Regions from separate parts of the Mus musculus genome. Here all the other regions are linked to region 2. The links are chromatin contacts, called in public promoter capture Hi-C maps. All regions are on one chromosome and are shown on one strand. Each heading gives the region's core, a stretch centred on a gene start, on an enhancer-like site or on the middle of the called end of the contact. The rest is flanking DNA. Distances are from core to core; before and after follow the strand shown. Region 1 holds the start of Micall1 (microtubule associated monooxygenase, calponin and LIM domain containing -like 1). Region 2 holds the start of Cby1 (chibby family member 1, beta catenin antagonist). Region 3 holds the start of Mgat3 (mannoside acetylglucosaminyltransferase 3). Region 4 holds the start of Eif3l (eukaryotic translation initiation factor 3, subunit L).

Region 1 (2,765 bases), core at 212-2,711, 550 kb after region 2:
TGATTATATTTTCCGGGGAGACCCTTCTGAGAAGCTCAGGTAGGAGGGATCCACATTCCAGCCGGAAGCTTCAGATTGGCAGTTGTCAGCTGCACTAGAGACCTCCCCTGCCTGGCTCCTAATTTCTGCTCCATCTTTGTTCCCCACTGTAACCAGCAGAGCCGCGGGACCATACACCTAGACAGATTCCTATCGAGGTGGTTTGGGGAAGTAGTGTACCCGCAGTCACCTGACAGCCATTTAGCTAGGAACCCTGTGCCAGAAACGGGGTTAGTGCCCTACAGAGTATCTGCCCAAAGTGCCTTACAAAAGCTTTCTCCTCCATCCCTCTAGGTTCTTTGCGCCTTAAATGTAAATGGCAAACTAGCTGAAGAGAGAATTAAAACTAATGACCTACATTCCCACGGAAGTCCCACAAAATATGGGACTTGCTGTGCCGGATGATAGCCGCTTATCTATAGAAAGGAATGGGGTTTGTCTTCTAGGGGAGGGAAGGATGGGGAAGTGAGTAAAGCCGAAGCCCGGCAGCTTCTCCCAGGTAGGAAGTGATCTGGGGCCGCATTCTTTCTGAAGACCCTTTCCGGTAGGTGCCCTTACAAAGATGTAAATTTCTATTAGAAAGAAGTCAGCCTCCCAGAGCACCCGGGGACCAGCTCGAACTTAAAGGAAGCCTAACTGGGGGAGTGGCATATTCTCATCTCCTACAGTCAAGTTTGGGGTTACTATGCTCTGACGCCAATGGAGGAAGCGAGGCTCAGTATTTCTGCTGGAGCCTAGAGTAACGACGTCCCGAAGGACGGGTCAGAGTTCCCTCTTAGAGGTCAGAGCCTGACACCAGTGGCCCGAGGTGGGGGAGGGGGTGCACGGTCTTGGGGTCTCGGGTGGCCCTGCTCCGCGTTCAGAAGCGGCGGGTGTGAGGTCCCGGACCTCTCAGGGCGGCGCGTGCCACCGCGTCATTGAGGGGAGCGGCGGTCCCCAGCCCCGCGTGCTCGCTCGCGCACCCCGGGCACTCACAGCAGGTCGGGCCGGTGCCGGTGCAGGATGGCGCAGAAAGCCAGGCCGTCCCGGAAGGAGCTGCTCAGGTCGCGGATGTCCACGCCGCGGTAGCCCTCGCACTGGCGGCGACACCAGGCCAGGAGAGCGCCCCGCGGCCCCGCCATGGCAGGCCCGGCTCGGAGACGGCCCGGACTGGGGCTCGGACTTGGGCTCCGGTTCGTGTGGCTCCGACTCGGGGTCAGGTGGCACTGGGCTGCCGCTTGCGCTCCGGCAGGGCCAGTTTCCGGCTGTGTCTGCGGCGCGGCTCGGAGGTCGGGGCGCCACCGGCGGCCGGGGCGGGGCCTCGGTGTCTTCGCTCCGCTCTGGCGCGGCTAGGGCTGCGGACTCGGCTCCCGACCCCGCCCGGCCAGCCTGCCCCGACCTGCCCGCGAAGCCTCCGCCCCGCGTGGCCCGGCCCGGGCGGCCGCCGCTTACTCACCGCGGCCCGCTGTCCTCATTGTGGGCCGGCCGCGGGCGCCCACCGCCTCCGTCCCCGCCCCTGCCCGCCCGCGTCGCGGGGGAGCGCGAGGAGGATGGGGCCCCACCCTGCGGCCCCGCCCCCGCCGTCGAGCCCCTTCCCCGGAAGGGCGGACGCCCCACATAGCCCCTCTCCTCCAGATCGAGTCAACCCTTCCCTTGGGGAGCCCCTCCTGGAAGAAGGGACAACTCCTCGCTGGCTAGCCCCTCCCCAACGCCACCCCGCAGTCTCCCCAGGCCCTCCTACCCCAAGAGGTGGGACACTCTGGCTTTGCTGCTAGCCTGCCTCAAGCTCACCCTTAGGAACCTTCAGATTCTCCTCACTGACTTCTCTGAACCACACCCACGACTGGTCTGAAAGTCGAGGCACTTTCCCCACAGATCCCAGACCTCCAGATGGCCACCAGCTTTCTTCCATACCCCACCGCGCTACAACACTTCGAACGCCCGCCCCTCCCCCCACGGCCTGCCTAGGGGATCCAAACACCTTTACTACCACCAGGCCAGAGAGCTATGTAGTATGACAGGCTGGGGACCCCACAACCAAGTTGGTCCTTTCTGGTTCCCTCTCTCCGTGTAAACTAGGGGATCATAGATCCTTCCGGGGCTCTGTCTCTTCAACTTTTAGAATGGCTGGGCTCTTGCTGAAAGGACCTAGAAACCGACACAGAGGAAAACCTCTGCTTCCAACGCCTGGTTTGATAGTTTCTTCAAGACCCCACCAGGAGACCCCTCCCCCAGAGGCGCCTCCTAAATAAACCCAGGCTGATGAATCAGCCCCGCAGAGATGGTGACATCACTCTGACCTATGTGTAGCTTGTAGGAATGAGTCTGCTGCTCCCTTCTGAGGGAATGAACAGGGTTTTAGTCATCTGAAACAGGATTTTGGAGTTCTGTTAACCCAGGCTCAAATCCTGGTTCCCTCCCTCCCCAGCAACGTGATCTTGTGTCACCTTGAATTATAGTTTCATATCTTGAAAATGAAGATAGAGCCTTGTAGTTTATGCCCGAGAGGTGCTTGCCAGCCTGGGCTACAAGAGACTTGTTTCAAAACTTAAAAACTGGGCAGAAGCTGGGCATTGGTGGTGCATGCCTGTAAGCCCAGCACTCGGAGGCAGAGGCAGGTGGATTTCTGAGTTCGAGGCCAACCTGGTCTACAGAGTGAGTTCCAGGACAGCCAGGGCTACACAGAGAAACCCTGTCTTGAAACCGCCCCCCCCCCAAAAAAAAAAACTGGGCAGAATGGCTCAAGT
Region 2 (2,700 bases), core at 84-2,583:
CGTCAGGTGTCCTGTTGCATTCCCTTTAGATGGGGTCTCTCACTGAACCTGGAGCTAGACTGGCGGCCAGCGAGCACAAGCAATCCTGTCTCCGCCACCAACAGTGTTAGCATTGCAGGGGTCCGAGCTTGTAGCAGGCTTTTTTTTTTTTTTTTTTTTTGGTTTTTCGAGATAGGGTTTCTCTGTGTAGCCCTGGCTGTCCTGGAACTTCACTTTGTAGACCAGGCTGGCCTCGAACTCAGAAATCCGCCTGCCTCTGCCTCCCGAGTGCTGGGATTAAAGGCGTGTGCCACCACGCGCCGGCTTGTGGTAGGCTTTTAACTGAGATGTTGGGGACTTGAATCCATGGTCTCACACTTGAGCAGCAAGTACCCACATTCACTGAGCCTTTTCTCTAGTCCCCTTCACAGATTTTTTTTTTTAAACACACACACATACACACACCGTTCAAGGTATCCTAGGGTTCTTTAGGGAAGCTCTCTCATAGAAGACTATGGGCCAAGAAAATTAAAGGTTTGCACTTGGTTCCCAACCAACCCTGTTGCTCACCCTCTGGGGAGTCCAACGTTTTATCATCCCCCAAGGGCCTCAAAGGCTTTGTTTGCTGTTGTTTTTAATGTGTCTGAGTGTTTTGCCTGGGATACCATGGTCGTGCCTTGTGTCTGCAGATTCTACAACTAGAGTTACTGGCGTTTGTGAGCTGGGAATCGAATCCCAGTTCTCTGCAACAGCAACCAGTTCTCTGAGACTCTGATCCATTTCTCCGGCCAGTGACGTCCCTTATTTATAATCACGAATGATAACAGCCTGCAGCTCGTAGGTTAAGAGTGCTTTCATGTTTACAAACTGTTGGGACATTTGATGCTCACCATGACCCTGAGAAGTAGATCAAATTGTCCCCCTTTACAGGGAAATGCACTTACTGTGCGAAGCTTTAGTTTGCATCAGGCTATAAAATACATTCTCTTCATTCTGACAAAAAATAAAGGAAGGAAGCATCTTTGGTTTTCACTGGATTCTCAAAGGGAAAGGTGTCTCGAAAAAGTTAAGAGCCAGCCAGTCTCACGGGTCACAAAACCCAAAGAGTTCTGTACGGGTTAGGAGAAGACCTTCAAAGGATGGGGTCAAAACACCATCTCCGAGTCTCCGTCGCAAGAGGTGCCCGCGGAGCATGCCACGGTCCAGCCTGCCCGCTTCTCCAGGGGTACCCGGGCATCCCACCCACCACTACTGGCACGGATATCCGCCCGCCGCTCCCAGAGGTACCTGTCTGCGAAGCCGGAATCCCGAGCTAGCCTGCAGCTTTCTGCAAGGATCTGCCCAGGCCGCGTCAACCGCCGCGACCGCGATTGGCCGGCGCCGGGCAACCATCGTGCGCATGCGCAGCCTCTCTGGCTTCTACCACTGAGAATGCAGAGGGAGCCAGCTCCGAGACGAGCCTCCGCGAAGCAGCGGAGCCCCTGCGGACTCTCTAAGGTTCACGAATAGAAGAAAGCCTTGGGCACGACTTCTGGAGATACACACATGCCTTGGGCACGACTTCTGGAGATACACACATGCCTTGTGGCATAGGCTGGGAGAGGCATGACCCCCTAAATACGTTGGTCTGGTCCCCGGGTCAGCGCCGCCGTCGTCATAGTAATCGTTTTCCTTGGCAACAAAGCAGGCCGAAAGCTGCTTTGTTGTGTTAAAAATGTTAAGTGGTGACCCAGGCTGGACTCACAGTAGCAAAATGGACCGACCTGCAGCTCCCCCGCCCCGGCCACAAAGCAAACCGCGCCCCTTGGGCCGCGGATGCTGGCGGACATCCGGAGCTTGGTCCGGTCACTGGAGGGGCTGGTGGCGGAACCCGCCCTGACGCTTCTGCCGAAGCTTTCAGGTAAGACAGACGGACAGATATGACGACTCCCTGCCAGTAGCAAACTGGCTCCTGCCAGTCTTGCCTCCTCCACACTCCCACAAGCAAGGGAAACTGAGGTCCAGGGAAGGTTGCCCAGTGTACAAGGGGTAGAGAACTGGAGAGTCAGCTCCAGGATTCCTCAAGTCCTAAGGACATTGTAGCTCGGTTTGGTAAATGAAGAAATGGCCATCCAGGAGGCGTTTCTTGGCTGCCTAGTGGGTGTACGAGGTCATCCCACCATAAAGGACAGGACCCAGCTCCAAGCAGTCTTCCTCCACCTTTGCCACACAGCGTTCGAAGAGAGAATTCCACATCAAAATCAACCATATCTAGTGTAGCAACCGCTACAGAAACATAAAGCAGAACACATTTGAAAGTTGCGATCATTCTAGAAGTTTTTTTGTTTGTTTGTTTGTTTGTATGTTTGTTTGTTTGCTTGTTTGTTTTTTTCGAGACAGGGTTTCTCTGTGTAGCCCTGGCTGTCCTGGAACTCAGTCTGTTGACCAGGCTGGCCTCAAACTCAGAAATCCGCCTGCCTCCCAAGTGCTGGGATTAAAGGCGTCCGCCACCACCGCCAGGCTCTAGAAGCTTTTTGATATTAAACCTTGTGCGCCCTCTACCGGTGCTATCCCCGAAGCACCTTTCGTATTTTGAGATAAAGTCTCCCTGGGTACTCCTTATCTCATCCTCCTGCCTCAGCCTCTCAGTGCTGGAATTACAGACACACACCCAGCCTGCCTTCAACCCCTACCCTTTTGCTTTGTTTGTTTTTTTTTTTTTAAGATTTATTTATTTATTTA
Region 3 (2,700 bases), core at 105-2,604, 510 kb before region 2:
TATACAACCACAGCTGGCCACACATGGATACCCACTCTTCAGCTCATTTCTCCTCGTGGTTCAGTGTCCCACCATGCTACACACCATCTCTCAACACACCAGAGAGCACATCTCTCGGTCCTTTCTCTTACTATTTCTTCAGCCCTGGGAACTTTTCCGTCTTCCAGTAGGTTCTTCCTCCCTAGAGCAAAGAGCCCCTCTTTCTAACTTTCCCAGAAACCCTGCCTATCTCCTTAGCGTTGGGCAGCACTAATAATCCTGGAGTTGCCAGCTCCCAGAAGGAGAGAGCCTTGTCTTGCTCTCCCTGTCATCCTCACGGTTGGCTCATTGCCTGGACCTTTAATAACTGTGTCCCTCCAGGTCAATCCCCCATGAAGGCATTTCTGCACCCGTGTCCCAGAGATGATGGAGGACCACAGAAAAATCCCAGTAGGGAAAATGTTCCTGCCTACATCCCCCTTCTGAGTTCCGCAGGCGAGGGAACATCATCAGACCTCAGGCCATCGGAGATGACTGGGGCGCAGCAGTCAGAGATGCTGCGCCCCAGCTCAGGCACCCCCGCCACTAGCACAACCAAGCAAGCTCCCCTCCCCACCCCAGCCCGGTTCTAGAACTATTTGTAGATATTTATAGCGCCCTCCCCCAGCCAGGAGCCCTCCTCCGCCCTGGGCAGTGCAGTGCAAAGAGAGGGAGACCCCTCCCCAGTAGAAGGTGGGGGCCTCTCATGCTAAGCTTTTCCCTGCTCCCCACTAAGGCAGCTGTAGTTACAGCTCCAGCCACAGCCCCCACACTCGCCCAGCACCCCAACCGCGCCTGGGCCTCGGCCAGCAGCCGCAGCAGCCCGGGATCGGGGGTGGGGAAGGCAAGAGCTGAGGCCTCGCGCCCCCAGCCCCGAGCTGCGCCGGAGGTGGAAGGGAGCGCAGCGCACAAAGCATGGCTGGAGCTCCGCGCCTCGGGACGCCCCCACCCCACCCCGGTCCAGCCAAGGGAGGGGGTCGCCGCGCCAGGCTCTGCCCCGCGGCCACGGAGAGCTGCGGAGAGCAGGCGGGTGGGGGCAGGGGGCGCCGGTTAAGCAGTCCCCCACATCTCGCCCCTACTCGGCCCCATGCCCCCGCCCCCGGGGCTGCGGGACCACCACGGGGGGAGACGGGAGTGGGGAGGACGCGGAGGCGAGGCCTGGGGTGCGGGGAAGATGCAGGGCTGCGGCGCGGGTCCCCGGCTCCAGGGTCAACTCACCCATCGTCCGCTGGGTCTCAGCAGCGGCGGTAGAAGCAGCGGCGGCGGCGGCTCCGGGGCCCCCGGGGTCCCCGGCGGGGAGATGCTGGCGTCCGCCGCAGCCTCTCCTCGCCCCATCCCGGGCTCCGGCGGCGGCGGCTGCGGCGGGCGCCCGGCATCGCAGGCAGCGCGGCCCGGGCCCGGCCCGATCCCCGCCCCCCACCCCACCTCCACCCCGTCCCGCGGGCCCGGCGCGGCCGCTTGACTGCACCCCGGGGCGGTAGCGGGGGCGCGGCGGCGAGGCCGAGCGCTGCGCTGGAGGTGCCCGCTCCCGCCGGCCCCCGCCCCGCCCCCGCGCGGCCGCGTCCCCTCCCCCGCCAGCCGGGCTTTGCGCGCTCCGGGCCAGGGGCGCCTGGACCGCGAGCTCCCGCCACCGCCCCGCGCCTCTTTCGTGTGTATGTGTGTGTTTCTGTGTGTGTGTGTGTGCGCAGCAATCGGACGCGCGAGTGTGCGCGTGCCCTGCCTGTGACCGTGCGTGCGCCGGCCCACTGCCCGGGCGTCCTGTGCGGGTGTGTGTGCTGTGTGAGGCGGAGCTGGCCAAAGTGCTTGTCGGGCTCTGCGTGTGAGTGGATCTGTGTGTCTGTGTTCTGCAGCGTGTGATAGATTGGCCCTTATGTGCATGGGGTGTGTAGATAGATCCGTACTGTGGCGTGATTGTGGGCATACTGTGGCTGGGGGCACAGGCCTCCTGTGTGGTGGTGTGACAAAGTCCTGACCGGTGTGTACATCACTGTAGCCCTATGCAGAGGCCTGGTACAGGAAAGCGTCTAAAACACTGGGTACTGGGTCGACACAGTGTCCGTGCTAGTTTGTGTCTTGCTCGGATGTGTTGGCCTCTGTACATCCTTCTGCCTCCACCCTCTTCATCAATGCACAAAGCCACCCATGAGGCGCAGAGGGTGACAGAATGTGCTGGATCTGGGATTCAACCCCAGACTTGGAGGTTTCTCCATTCTTCTTCCCCACCCCCCACCCCCAGGATGCTGCTTATAATGGGCATCTCTAGCACTCAGGTCACCTATGATAGATTTATTTATTTTGTTTTTTCAAGACAGGGATTCTCTTGTGTAGCCCTGGCTGTCCTGGAACTCAACTCTGTAGACCAGGCTGGCCTTGAACTCACAGAGATCTGCCTGCCTCTGCCTCCTGAGTGCTGGGATTAAAGGCGTGCACCACCAACACCCGGCTCTAAATGATCTAAATATCCCCAGAGCCCTGCTGGATTGCAGTCAGAAGCACCTGACATGGGTGCTGGGACTTGATCTCAGATTCTCTGGAAGGGTGCTCTTAACCACTGAGCCATTTCTCCAGCCCTGACACTTTTTCTTGATTTGAGGCATTCTGTTGTGACCTAAAAACCAGTACACCACCTCTATAACTTGTCTCCCTCTCAAGGTTATCAATTTGTCTGAATGTATTTACTTA
Region 4 (2,718 bases), core at 5-2,504, 580 kb after region 2:
AATGATGCATAGTACGCTATTTTCTTTCACCTTTAAAGACACATTAACATGCTTACTTTGTAAAACTACTCTACTGTAAGGGCCAATAAAATACATGCTGTGAGCATCGCAAGCCACTTGGTACTTACTTAATCTCAAAGTGACTAGAACATTTCGGTAAACTTCAAAAGCCTCCCCAAAGTATTTCACTTAGACTTGGTTTGAATCAAGGAAGATTTTCACACCAAGATTTCCTTCTTTGGGGCTGGAGTGTGTGGTTTAATCTCATCTCCGGCACCCAAACAACAAAGCCACAAAGCTTTTTGACCTTGGCCAGACAGCTCAGGGAGGAGGGCTGTGGGTGTGGTTCAGAGACCGTCCACAAGCATGGGGCTCTGGGTTCCACCCCAGTATAACAAATAAAATCTGCCCCAAGTAAGAAAAACCTAGCCGGGTCAGTGATGGTCCTCTTCTGACGTGGGCAGGTAGACCACAAAAAAGGCCTGGTTTAATTAGACTCTTCACAACCCTACCAATCAGACCTAATGGCCGACTCCACCACTCCATTAGGACGCAGTTTTTAACAGGTCCCTGTTGGGAGTCAACGCTGAGATGGTCAAAGAAAAAAGTGCCAATCCTTGGAAGGCAAGAGACAGCCGGGCAAACTGAGAGCCTCACCTGTGTGCATATCATAGTCGCCCGGGTAGGCGTAGGGATCATAAGCAGCCTGCAAGGAAAGAGACAAAGTTAGGGAGACACGCCAAATGGGGACTCCAAAAATGCTCGTCCTCGGGCCTCCATGTCAAGCAGGAGGCAAAACATACTACTCAGATAAGACTGACAGTCGCTACCTCGGAGGGCTTCACATGTGTGAGAGAAAAGGGACCCCGGGCAAGCACAAAACACGCTTACAGGTGCAACAAGACAAGAAAAACACAGTAATAGCCCCGTCTGAAGCAGACGCCATGAGAGCCAAGAACTCAGCATTAAACACCCTTCAGCCCGCCTCCGACTGACTGCGACTACACGCGGGGACATACGGCCGGCAGAGGAGGGACCCGGGGAGGAGACCCGGGGCCGGGAGGGCCGGAATGATCGAGGTCCGCTTGTTCCGGCCCGATCTGGACGCCGCCTCACCTCGGGGACAGATCCCACCGAACCGGGTGCCCACCGCGGACCCCGCCACGCGCTCACCGCTTCATTACCTCAGACTCGTAGTCATCAGCGGGGTAAGACATGGCTACGGCGCTCCAGAAGCCCGTGGGAGAGAGCGGAAGAAGAACTCCGCGCCTGCTTGGCCGGACCGGAAGTCCCGCCCAGCCCAACCTGCCCGAAAGCCTTTCCGGGGTCGCCGGGGAAGCGAAGTAGCTCTGATTGGAAGGACGGAGTTCCTAAACTATCAGAGTTCCTTCCTCCCTGCAAAACGGGCTTTTCAAAGGACATTATTGTGGAGTATGGTGTGCACGCAGAAGTAGGGGCGGGCAAGCGATAAAGGGGAAGAATGCCTAGACCCTGTTGACTCACATCTGCCATCTCAAGGATGGCGGAGGCAGGAGACTGCAACAAATTCGAGGATAACCAAAGTTAGTTATTTCCAGGCCAATCTGATTATAAAGCGGGGTCTCCAAAACAACAACAACAAAAATAAAGAGAAATCAGAAGAAAACGGTACAGAGACGATGACAAGTGACCTGCTAAGATGTAGCGTTCCTGACCTTAGATTTAGGTGTAAACGGTTTTGCCTGCAGCGAGAAATTTCTCCCCCACACCACCACCACCAAAAAAAAAAAAAAAAAAAAAAAAAAAATCAACCTGAGAACACTCAGGATGACCAAACTGGTGAAGGCCCTTGACACCAAGCCTAACGACCTGAGTTCGATGTGGGAGACCCACATGGTGGAAGGCGAGAACCAATCCCTGAACAGCTGATTTGCCTTACCTTTTGGGCACCTGCATCCTTGTCTCCGGGTCACAACAATCTCTGCTTATTACAGCCAGGTACACAACTCTGGGCTTCGGCACTCATGCTTACCTCTGACCAGACTTTAGTACAAATGACCCCGGTATCACTGCCTGGCTCTCTGTTGAAGACAGGAGTTTGCTGGACGAGTGTTGCTAATCAACGCCCTCTACTCAAAGCGTCCTATTTAGAACTGCCATTCTCCCCCCTGGCTCCTTAAGCCCTAGACTCCTTAAAGTCGTTCCTTTTGTTTGCCTGTCTGGTTGCTTTGGTTTATTTAAGCAAGAAAGAATTAGGGTTTAATAAAGACCTTACTTTTAAGATTATTTATTCCTCTGTATGAGTGAATTATGCACACAGGGCATCAATCCTCTGGAGTTACAGCTGATTTTTCAAAAATCAGCCAGCTGTACCCCTGGCTGTCCTGGAACTCAGTCTGTAGACCAGACTGCCCTTGAACTCAAGAGATCCACCTGCCTCTGCCCCCTGCTTACTGGGATTAAAGGCTTGCATAGCTACCTCCCTGCTCATTTGGTTTTAGACAGGATCTTTCTATTATGTAATTCTGGGTGTCCTAGGGTCTATTATGTAGACCAGGATGACCTCAAACTCAGAGATCCACCTGCCTCTGCCTCCTGAGTGTTGGGATCAGAGGTGTGTACTACCACACCCATACCCCTCACCCCACACCCACACCCCAAGATGTTTTGCCATAGGTTAAGCACTAGCATTAGGGGATAGATGTACTCAGAACAATGTAAGATGCACCTGAGAACAGA

What was found. Promoter capture Hi-C pulls out the DNA fragments that hold promoters and counts their contacts.
Region 1: a contact with region 2 is called in a promoter capture Hi-C map of liver, with 4 times the contacts expected there. The contact joins the promoter of Micall1 here to the promoter of Cby1 in region 2. A contact is called at or near these places in 14 of 39 promoter capture datasets (the 3T3-L1 cell line, 3T3-L1-derived adipocytes, the C10 cell line and 8 more), 1 of 484 Hi-C or Micro-C datasets (the G1E-ER4 cell line), 4 of 115 datasets of contacts at active chromatin or transcription factors (embryonic forebrain, embryonic hindbrain, embryonic stem cells and 1 more) and 2 of 9 other capture datasets (adipose tissue and liver).
Region 3: a promoter capture Hi-C map of second pharyngeal arch cranial neural crest shows a contact between it and region 2. The contact joins the promoter of Mgat3 here to the promoter of Cby1 in region 2. A contact is called at or near these places in 2 of 39 promoter capture datasets (cranial neural crest and second pharyngeal arch cranial neural crest) and 1 of 115 datasets of contacts at active chromatin or transcription factors (pancreatic cancer cells).
Region 4: a contact with region 2 is called in a promoter capture Hi-C map of liver, with 4 times the contacts expected there. The contact joins the promoter of Eif3l here to the promoter of Cby1 in region 2. A contact is called at or near these places in 17 of 39 promoter capture datasets (the 3T3-L1 cell line, 3T3-L1-derived adipocytes, the C10 cell line and 11 more), 1 of 115 datasets of contacts at active chromatin or transcription factors (bone marrow-derived macrophages) and 1 of 9 other capture datasets (macrophages).

The regions. Positions count from the first base shown.
Region 1 is chr15:79,107,679-79,110,443 of GRCm38.p6, reverse strand. Micall1 (microtubule associated monooxygenase, calponin and LIM domain containing -like 1) reads right to left here and starts at 1,461. Exons shown (of 16, transcript NM_177461.1): 1 at 1,015-1,461. The coding sequence starts at 1,160.
Region 2 is chr15:79,657,860-79,660,559 of GRCm38.p6, reverse strand. Cby1 (chibby family member 1, beta catenin antagonist) reads right to left here and starts at 1,333. Exons shown (of 5, transcript NM_028634.3): 1 at 1,267-1,333. Fam227a (family with sequence similarity 227, member A) reads left to right here and starts at 1,604. Exons shown (of 18, transcript NM_029407.1): 1 at 1,604-1,879.
Region 3 is chr15:80,172,375-80,175,074 of GRCm38.p6, reverse strand. It overlaps Mgat3 (mannoside acetylglucosaminyltransferase 3), which reads right to left and starts at 1,354. Exons shown (of 2, transcript NM_010795.4): 1 at 1,237-1,354.
Region 4 is chr15:79,073,759-79,076,476 of GRCm38.p6, reverse strand. It overlaps Eif3l (eukaryotic translation initiation factor 3, subunit L), which reads right to left and starts at 1,254. Exons shown (of 13, transcript NM_145139.2): 1 at 1,185-1,254; 2 at 658-706. The coding sequence starts at 1,217.